Regions from separate parts of the Sus scrofa genome. Here region 2 is linked to region 1. Evidence: chromatin contacts called from public Hi-C data. All regions are on one chromosome and are shown on one strand. Each heading gives the region's core, a stretch centred on a gene start, on an enhancer-like site or on the middle of the called end of the contact. The rest is flanking DNA. Distances are from core to core; before and after follow the strand shown.

Region 1 (5,322 bases), core at 1,824-4,323:
AAACAAGGAGACCAAGTTCCGGTTCCATCTTTCATCCCAGATCACGTGCCACACTTGATCGTCTCATCTCTTTAGCCTCCTTTAATCTGGACTGTCTCCTTGGTCTGTCCTGACCTTCATGACCTTGACTTTTGAAAGAACGTGTGGCCTGTACAAGTTTCCAAAAAACATTTTTCAACAAGATATTTCACTTGAAGGAGAACTTACTCGGTATGAGTTGTGTTAGAATAATCTAGTCCTGGGAGTTCCTGTTGTGGCGCAGTGGTTAACGAATCTGACTAGGAACCATGAGGTTGCGGGTTCAGTCCCTGCCCTTGCGCAGTGGGTTAACGATCCGGCGTTGCTGTGAGTTGCAGTGTAGGTTGCAGACGCGGTTCGGATCCCGCATTGCTGTGTCTCTGGCGTAGGCCGGTGGCTCCTGCTCCGATTGGACCCCTAGCCTGGGAACCTCCATATGCCGCGGGAGCGGCCCAAGAAATAGCAAAAAGACAAAAAAAAAAAAAAAAAAAAAGAAGAAGAATTTAGTCCTACTGAAAAGACGGAGGATGCCCTATAATTGACAGGGATGTATGAAAATTCAAAGCGAAATCTAATCAATGGAGGTTTTTATTTGTGCTTATCATTAAACATTGAGATCAAAATAACTTACTGACGTTGAAACATTAAAAATTTGAATGAGCATGTCACTACGGAAGAAAAGAGTGCTTTCCTAGAACCAGTTTTTCTCCTCACCTCATTCATAGTCTGTGTTGATCCGAACACACAACTGACAATTTAAGGGGATAAGAAGAGTGCATGAGGCTTGAGCGCACACATAGCAATGATTTTCTGTAAGGCAGTCATGGGCGGGGTCAGAGGTGGTCAAAGACTAGGAAAGTCACTGTCAGAGTGAGGAGGTGGCACGACCAATGTCTGGGGTCCCCATAGCGCAGATATGAGCATCCATGCTTTCCTGGCTCTGGATCAAATAACACGCTTTCTGTTTGCCTGGGCTTGGGGGCTCCTCATTGGTTAGCTTGCTAACTAGACACCGTTGTCTGATGTGAAACACAGTGCTCCTGCCTGCATCCCTGTTTCTACCTGTGCCTTTCTTTGCTCGGCTGGTCTCATCCAGCTGGAATTCGCTTGAACTTAGTAGACTCTCCTGCAGGCCTTCATTGGTTCGCTTCCTGCGTGTGGCTCTTCGCAGTCGACTCCACCCTCTGCCCATCGTGCCCACCACGGTCCAGTCTGCACACTCACGCTTTCCAGCCCTTTCCATCCTTAGAATTACGTCAGCCTCGCTGATCAGGGAATCTCTCCAGGGGCACCTTCGCCAGAGCAATCCCCTCGTTCAGCGCAGGGAGAAGGAGAACAGGCCCATGGCTCCTGCACACGGCTGGTGTTTTGCATACCTGTTGAGTTTTCCTTTTTTGAATAGTAGATGCTGAAGTGTTCTAATGTTTCTTAAATGCTGAAATATTTCCATAGATGTGGTTATTTTGAGGAAACACAATCCTATCGTGTGTGTGTGTGTTTGTGTGTGTGCATGTGTGGGCGAGCACACATGCGCGTGTGTGTGTGTGTGTGTGCGCGCATGTGCATGTGCGTGTGTCTGTGTGTGCGTGTGCGTGTGTGTGTGTGTGTGTGTGTTTATGTTATCATCCTCATTAGCGTCATTATTCAAATCTCCAATTAGCCAGGTTCTCTCTTTCTCCCAGAGATTGGAGGACTATTGAAATGCACCGTCCATTGCATTTTGTCTTCTCACTGTTTATCTGAGTGAGTCCTCTCAGTGTATAGTCAGCTTTCTTTGGAAACGTTTCTTACAGTTACCTGAATTCCTTTGAGTTTGTTCTCTCATTGGGAGTATCAGTAAGCTGGTCTACGAATGGTTGTTTCTCTCTCTATTCCATCATGTGTTGACTCACCTCTGCGAGTGCATCTTCTTTTTCTGTTTGGTCTGAATTCCTGTGAGCTTTTCAAGTCTGCTCTCCACATGTCTGATTCTTTGTCACAGGGCACGGGTTCCCCTCGGTAAGCATGGGTTTTAATTCAGTTATTGTGAGTTTACCTGCTCTAATCCTTTCTCAAGAGTTCCTATCAGTTTTTAAAAACTTGGTGCAGGGCGTTCTTGTCGTGGCTCAGGGGTAATGAACCCAACTAGTATCCGTGAGGGCCGGGTTCCATCCCTGGCCTCGCTCAGTGGGTTGAGCGTCCAGCGTTGCCATGAGCTGTGGTGTGGGTCACAGACAGGGCTCGGATCCCGTATTACTGTTGCTGTGGCTGTGGTGTAGGCCGGCAACTGTAGCTCAGATTCGACCCCTAGCCTGGGAACCTCATGTACCACAGGTACGGCCCTAAAAAATACCAAAAAAAAAATCTAGGGTTATCTTATTTTTACCTCCTTGTCTTTCGGTTCGGTTCAGAGTGTTGAGGTGAACTGTTCTCTCAGCTCAACTCTTCAAACTTTCTGATCTTGACTCTGTGGTTGCTGCTCACACACACAGAAGAGCCTTTACGTTTTTCTTCAGAATCTTGGAGTAGAACGTTTTGTAGATGTAGCCAGGCTTCATCTCTCAGCCACATGGAAGGTTTGACCCGGTCACTGGTCAAATAACGTTTCTCATGGGCACCTGGGAGGCAGGCCTTGCACGAGGCCACGACCCCATGTCTTCCTGCTCCACCTGGGGTGGCCCTGCTCCCCCCAGGCCCCGCCTGGCACTGAGCGCCCTCCCCACCTCCATCTGGGTGTCCTCGCAGGAGGGGACTCTGCTGCCCTCGGGCCGGCACTTCCGGTTCCCTACGGATTTGCTTTCTGGGAGGTGCTGGGTCCGAATGGAAACAGAAAGACAGTGGCGTGGGGGAGAGGAGGGGATGGGACCTGTGGTCCTTGGCGGCCTCAGAAAGCTCTCTGGACACAAGAAGGCCAGCTGCCCAGTGGGGTGTCACAGACCCTGAGTGGGGGGCAGAAGGGAGGTGGAGCCAGGGATCTTTTGGGGGGTAAAGGTCCAGCCACGTATAGTTATTATTTTTTACAGATTTCTCGCTGACTCTTCCCACAGGCTGTCTGGCAGTTGGGCCATTTGCTTTAGAGTTTGTCACCGCAAGGGGCCAGGTTTGCTGAGTGTCCCTCACATGCCATAAGGTGAGCAGGTCTGAGAAAGAGAGAGAGAGGGAGAGGAGAAACAGTGAGCCTTTCACTCTTCCCTTCGCCCCAATCAAGAGATGGGAGGCGTTCCTGTCGTGGCTCAGTGGTTAACAAACCCAGCTAGAATTCATGAGGATGAGGGTTCGATCCCTGGCCTCTCTCAGTGGGCTAAGGATCTGGCATTGCTGTGAGCTGTGGTGTAGACCAGTGGCTACAGCTCCAGTTCGACCCCTAGCCTGGAAACTTCCATATGTCATTGGTGTGCCCCCCCCCCCAAAAAAGAAAGATGTGAAAGAACCCTCCTTCAGTGTCCACCCGCCACTCTGCTTTCTGCCCTCTATTCAGGTGGCATGAAGGACAATGATATGAATGACTCTGAAGTTGCCCGGGGACAGATGGAGGAGCCTTGTCCACAGCCAGCCCTGGAGGCCAGGCCCCGTGTCCCCGGAGGCAGGAGCGGAGGGCGGCAGTGATGGTCAGGCCCGCTGTCCAACTGCAAAGCCACCTTCTGGACAAAGGCAGACGCTCACCAGAGTTTGCCATCTCACGCGTTTTTTCCCCTTGCTGCATATCGCCTGTGAGTTATTGTCTGAGGAAGAACACTTGGACTTGGGGGCAGCTGCCTCCATGGACATAGTTTTAAAGTCTATTTTATTCCCCAAAGAAAGGAAAACAAGACCAGCAATTACAGGGTTCATAAGTAAGTCCCCGGAAAAGAATTTGACCCCAAGTCTTCCAATCGGAATTCTTTTGCGTTTTCTTGTTTTCTCTGGCTTTATCTAGAAATTGAGAAATGTCTGTTTTGTCTAGGTGATGTTTTAAACCCAGAAAAAATTTTAACACACCCTGGCACAGTCTCGTTAAATTCATGTGGGAACTGGCTTATCAAGCAGATATCTGATGCCAGCACTGACAGCAACAAGGTCACCAGGTCCCGGAAGGTTGTTCTGGGCTCAAGTCTCCGTGACCCCTTGACGGAGACCTTTTTGTCCCATCTCAAATGGCAGGGGTCAAAGCTGGGTTAAACCCATGTCCCTAACTACCCACCCCGTTCTCTTCCTACCAAACAATGAGACTCCTCTGTAATTTCCCCACGCTATTCTTGAGAAAATCGTGGCTATCTACATGGCTGTTGGGTATATTTTTCTAGAGCTTCTTCCTCTACAAAATTTTCAACATTTTGACACCTGACATTCTGACAATTGCTTCTATTCAAAAATAAGCCATTTCTTCAGGTTTTTTCCCTTTTCCTAGAAAGTTATCTTAGACTATACGTTCTTAAGCAATTTCTAATAAGCATCCATATGGCATTAGGAAGTATTATGAAATTAAGGATATTTCTTCAAATCAGGAAGGCATACATTTGAGACTACCAAAGATTCCAACCACCAAATCCTTTTTTCCACAGATTTTTCCCAAACAAAACTTCTGTACTTAAAATAACCAGAGTCATATGTACCTCCAAATTTTGTAAATATTTCTGATTTCATGCGTTTCTTTCCCCCTTGTATTTGAAAACCAATTCTTTATGGAAACACAAGGAAATGCTAGATGTGGGAGGTGTGAATGGTCTCAGCTTTCAGCCTGTAGCCCGGCTACGATGTATTTCAGCACCACGTAGAAATAGCTAGTTTAGAAAATCACACATTTTACAATTTTGGCATTACCCATGGGAAGGGATCAGAACCAGCTGTTCTGAAGCTCTCAGGAAATGCATGGCGATCAAATTATTACCACACTGAAGACCTCCAGACAGCAGAGAGCCTCTTACTGAACCAGGAATGGAGCACATTTTACTGAAGGTTGTCATTACTTCCGGCTATAATGGATACACTTTCAATTTGATGCGCAACTTTAGGGATCTTTGACGCCAATAGCACAGAGCTGTAACTGGCTTCTTGAGGGCACACAGGGTCCGGTTCCTCTGGCGTCAACATAGAGGTGGACCTGGTCTGGAATTGCTCTGGTACCGTCTTGATGGGGCTGCTGGGAGGGAGGGAAGAGGGAGGGACTGCAGCTGCCATCACTGAACAGAGAACGCTTGCACTTGCTAGTTATGTGAGAGGTAGATCGCGTCTGAATTACACTCAACAAAGCTATGATCACTCCGTCAATCTTTCCACAATCTCGTGGTACGATAGGATGAAGGATGAAATACATGCTACATAGGGAAAGGAATGCCGAACTCTTCC
Region 2 (5,199 bases), core at 2,161-4,660, 130 kb before region 1:
AATTGCAGCAAACTTAATACTATGCTCTAGCTTCTAGCTTCAAAAATTGTATATATGGACTCTGAATTTGTTTCTTAGCATATAGTCACTCGATGCTTGGTTGACTCACTGATTGCTTTCAGCTCAAAGTTGACAATAAACATTCTTTGTTTGTGGCTTGAGTTTACTCAGTACAGCCCAAATGACGTGTTCATGACCCTGGTCAATTTTGCCTGCCATTATTTGGTCTTCTTGTCCTTTACTTCAGGGACTAATTATAAATTTGCAACACCTCCCAGATGACTGAAGTTTCAAAGAATTCTTTGAGAATAAAATATGGCTTGATTAAGAGTTGGCTCAATGACAGCTGATTTAGGAACTAAGAGTATTTGCCAATGGAGGTCAGACGCTGAGGAATATCATATATCTCTCTCTGAGACATGTTTAACTTGGTTTACAGCAATTTGGACGAAGCCCGAAAAGGCATGTTTATCAAATCCGCAGATGACAGATTTATGAGATGTTGCTAACATGATAAACGACAGACTTGAACTACAAAGGCCTCAACAGGCTAGAACACTTGACTTAAACTGCAAGATGAAATTAAACAGATATATTGTCAAGGCCTGTATTTAGGATCCAAAAATCAATTGCACAAGTACTGGATAGGGAAAACCTGGATTTATAGCCATTCATGTGGAAAGATGTGGGAAGAGTTTCAATAGACCACAAACTGCATGGAGCCAAGAGCAGATCTGGCTACTGTGAAAAAGACCACCATTGTACCGCATCCAGAGAGGAGGAATAAACAGAACAAAATAAACCATCATCCCAGTGTGCTTGGGCTGGCCACACAATCTTGTGGGGATTATACTCCATTTGGAGGGCAATATTTTAGAACGGAAACTCTAGAAAACACTTCGGTGTGACTGTTCGAGACTTCGAGGTGTCCTAAAACTGACGTCCTAAGGAGGGAAACAGGTCCTGGTCAGCCAGAGGAGTGGCTCTAAGCCCGGTTAAGTGTCAGAAACACCTAGGCAGATTCTGATGCAGGTTGGGTGCAGAATCCAGACATCAGCATTTTTAAAAGATTTCCAGGTATTTCTGATGAACAGCCAAGACTTAGAGCCACAGGCCTAAGGAATAAAGACTGAATTCCTTAGCTTGGATTTCAAAGAAGTATATGTTTGCCTTGAGACTACCCTCCTACCTAATTCCCACTATCCATTTGCTGTGGATGGAACTGTGTCCCCCTAAAAGATATGGTGGCGTTCTACCCTCCAGCGACTTCATTTGGAAGTAGGGTCTTTGCAGATGTAATCAGGTTAAGATGAGGTCATACTCTACCAAAGTGAGTCCAATTCATCGTGGTTGGTGTCCTCAAAAGAGGAGAAAACAGAGACACACAAACACCAAGGGAAGGCGGCCATGTGAAGATGGAGGCAGAGACTGGAGCGGTGCTGCCACAAGCCCAGAGACACCTGGAGCCACGGGAAGCTGGAAGGGGTAAGACAGGGTCCTCCTCGAGAGCCCTCGGGAGCACGGCTCTGTCGACACCAGGATTTTAGGCATCTGGTCTCCAGACCTTGGGACTTTTCATTTCTGTAGTTGAAGCTGCCTAGTTCATTACAAAGGCCCAGAGAACTACTAAGGCACCCAGGGTCCTCGAGCAGCAAAACAAGAGTTCCTCCTGGCCCCTTGTGCCAGTCCCTCCTACCTTCTCCCGCACAGTCTCTCAGCCTCCCCAGCCTCCCACGTCTGAGTCCTACTGACCCTCCACACGCCTGCTCCGCCCTGAGACCACATGGACCGCCACCCGGACACCCCTCAGCAGCACTTCGTCTGATTGGCCCCCTTGCATTTGGGGTCGGTGCTGCAGCACGTTCACCATGTCCTAGCTCATGCAGGACAAAGCCTGTTGCCCCTACCGAGCCACGAGATGCCAGAGGACAGACTCTGTGACCATCATTTCAGTAACCAAAGCACCTAGCGCCATGCTTTACACTTAACATGCACGTATCAAGTATCTATTAAAGGTCTGGAAACATACAAGGAGGCAGCTAAAAGACACACAATAGCTACCTTGAGATGTTTAACCATCAGTTGGACAAGAATGTGGGCATTTTGGGGTTCCAGAACCAAAAGGAACTTGGAGAAGCAAACGACCCTCCTCACAACTCAAGAGTGTCCAGGAGTGAAACAAATTGCCTAGAGAAAGGATGACCCCTCTGTGTCTGGAAGCTTAATGCAGAAATCATTGCTGTTTGGCCAGGGCTTCCGCAGCTAGGTTTATAAACTGAGGTCTGGAGATGAGTTCCAGAGGGGAGACATTTGTGTGTGGATTTAAGAACTTGAGTCTGGGTGAAACCACCCAGAGACAGGTGTGTGTAGACAGAGGAGTGGGGGGAACCCACCAAACGGAAGGGCAGGGCCTCCCAGCATCTGCTGGGGGAAAGGTGAGGAGCCGGAGCAGGAGAGTGAGCAAGAAGGCGGTGTTGGGGCACAGCCAGGGCAAGGGGAGGGTCTGCTGTGTCTGCACAGCCGCCCCTCGCTTCTTAGGTCTCCTCGCTGAGGCGCCTGATCCGGAGGCCTCCCAGGACCACACAGCTACTGCTCCCCCAGCGGTGGGCACCCCAGCCCCTTCCCCTGCTCTGCTGTTCTGCGCAGGCCCCCTGGAAGAGCCCACATGCCTGGCTCATCTTCTCTTTCCCAGCTGAGCTCCAAGGTCACATAGCATGGCGACTCACAGATCTGGGTGCTCCCAGTGCAAGCATGCTGGCTAATTTAGGGGACAGCACACAGCAGGTACCAGCATTTAGGTATTTTGTTGTTGAAAAATACTTCTGTTAGCAACTTACAGAAAAACCTTTGAAATCCTAATGGTCTCCCACATTTTGACTAGAGATGACATTTCATGACAATCAGATCCAACGTACTAGTATCAATCTAATTTCCACTCATTCATCAATTCATTCTACAAAGATTGAGACCTATTGTGAACAGCCGGTGTAATACATGCTGGCGATAAACAGTGATGAAGAGAAGCAGGCCCTGTGCCTCCCCTCCGCCAGCTTCCAGTCCAGTGCAGAGAGGGAGATTTCACAAAACCCAGCAAATACCTTTATAATTACAAACGTTGATGTGTGCTCTGCAGGAAGAGCACAGGGCACTCTGAGAGACATAATTGCTGTGGAGCCCTTTCTGAAGAGGCCTCATTTCATCAGAGACCTACCCCTGGCAGTTGGCAGCTCTGCAGTTCATTGGGAGGTCTCCAGGAGGTCACTCCAGTGGTTGAGGCCAGGAGTTTGCTACAAAATCAACTGCAGCCACCTTCCTGGTGTAAAAATAGCATCTCCCTCTGCTTACTGCTTACGGAGTTGGGTTGCTCAGCAACCTGTTTTTTTCCTTTCTTTTTGACTCTCTTTGTACACTAATTTTTCATTGGCCCTTTGCGTAATTCGTCAGGAAAGGCCGATTGGTCAGAGCAATCTGATAAGTCATGCTGGCAAGAGTCAAGGGGACTGTGATGCCAGGAGGGTGGAGGCAGGACTCCAACAGGCTTGCTGAGGATGCAGGCCACCTGGGCCAAATCCCGGGACCTTGCAGCCCCAGCCTCAGGGGGAAAGGCTCGGGCTGAAGGGACCACGGGGGTCTTCCCACTTATCACTCAAGAGTAAAGACAACCAGTGGGCAGGAAGTTGCTTTTCTCTCTTGTATGCACACAGCTAACAGGAAAGGACAGGGCCTTGAAGGTGGAGGTTCCCAGGCTACGGGTTGAATCAGAGCTGCAGCTGCCAGCCTACGCCAGAGCCACAGCAATGCCGGATCCGAGCCTCGTCTGCGACCTACACTACAGCTCATGGCAATGCCAGATCCTTAACCCACTGAGCAAGGCCAGGGATCAAACCTGCATCCTCATGTATACTAGTTGGGTTCGTTACCACTGAGCCCCAACGGAAACTCCAAGCAAACGCAATTACTATATGATGTGATAAATACTGTAGAGGAGGGGAGAAGACAGCCTCTAACTTAGCTTGGGGGAGTATGAACATCTGTGAGTGAGTGTGAGTCTTGGAAGACCCCCCTTCCAAGCCCAGTGAGTATGATTAGTAACAGAAAAAAGAGTACAGAACAGATCAGTGACAAAGTTGAGTCCCCCTTCCAAACTCTATTCTCAAGGCCAAATTCGATCACGACTCTGTAAAGAAAACTGCAAACGTCCCCTTTCTTCAGCACATCTCATACACAGGTGGCTACCAGGTAACACAGCAAAGTCACACAGAGTGAATAGAAGACATTCCCTGGACTAAGCAGAATACTGACGACAGGGTGTGATTTTCCAAGCAAGCTAGTGATTAAAACCAGGCTTTGGTCTTCTCTTACCTGGTAGAGAGATCCCGTTTCAGGTCACTGGTATTGTGTGTGGGCAGCAATATAGTGGGAAGCCGAGAGCATGAGATCGAGAATGTTGAAGTCCCAGCCTGTTCAGCACCTGCACACACACCGAATTGTCAACCTAATTCTTAACGGCAAGTTTCGGTGATTCCACACTCACCCAGCAGGAAGCGCCTTCTCTATGGGATGGGACCCTGTTTTCATTTTCCGTCACATCTTCAGCACCCAGCCAGGTACAGCATGACACCAATGTTTCCTAACACTAGCTGGATGAATCGATGCATGCACCAACGAACGGACTCCACGCCAAGCAGCAAAGGGCGGGTTTTCTTTCCTGTTATCCTGCCTCCACACCACGGATCTCTTCAAACACACTTTGCAGAGCAAGCCATCTAAAATATAACAAATGACTGTGTTCTCTTCTGTTTTAAGACATCCAGTGGCTCCCAGAAACACAAGTAAAGCCCAAGGTCCCGAGCAAAGCTCTGGGCTTGGCCTGGCCTACCTCCCCATCCCTGCGCCCCTGCCCACTCCCGTCGCTGTCTACCCTGCACCGATGGAGAATGGCCCAGTGCTCCCACACTGATTTTTCAACTGTATCCTGATTTTGGCTCTCTTCTCTGCCTGGAGTGGCCTCCTACCTCTCTCAGCTATTCCTTTAAGACTCATTCTAGAAACCAAGTCTGCCAGGAGTTCTTCCCTTTCTGTCCCGTGGTGCTCTGCTCAGGCCTTCTCACCTGGCCTTAGAAATCAGCAGAGGCCATTAAGATAATCAACTTTTCTTGCTACCTCTCCACCAGATGGTATAATTCCCCGGAGTGGATG

What was found. A called contact is a pair of places that touch in the nucleus more often than the background predicts.
Region 2: a contact with region 1 is called in a Hi-C map of omental adipose tissue, with 1.9 times the contacts expected there. The contact joins two enhancer-like sites. A contact is called at or near these places in 1 of 5 promoter capture datasets (fetal skeletal muscle) and 2 of 47 Hi-C or Micro-C datasets (embryonic fibroblasts and omental adipose tissue).

What each region holds. Positions count from the first base shown.
Region 1 is chr1:2,770,697-2,776,018 of Sscrofa11.1, reverse strand. LOC110259852 (a long non-coding RNA gene) reads left to right here. Exons shown (of 4, transcript XR_002342242.1): 4 at 1-251. Among named protein-coding and RNA genes, the nearest start is that of T, 56 kb to the right of the region's middle. Within about 2 kb of position 3,073, at least 1 of the 83 cell types and tissues checked has an H3K27ac peak or open chromatin away from gene starts, as enhancers often do. A contact at or near this core is called in omental adipose tissue, where this site is marked.
Region 2 is chr1:2,899,217-2,904,415 of Sscrofa11.1, reverse strand. The region is part of intron 1 of LOC110256592 (classical arabinogalactan protein 7-like); the gene reads right to left. Among named protein-coding and RNA genes, the nearest start is that of MIR9831, 8.1 kb to the right of the region's middle. Within about 2 kb of position 3,410, at least 2 of the 83 cell types and tissues checked have an H3K27ac peak or open chromatin away from gene starts, as enhancers often do. A contact at or near this core is called in omental adipose tissue, where this site is marked.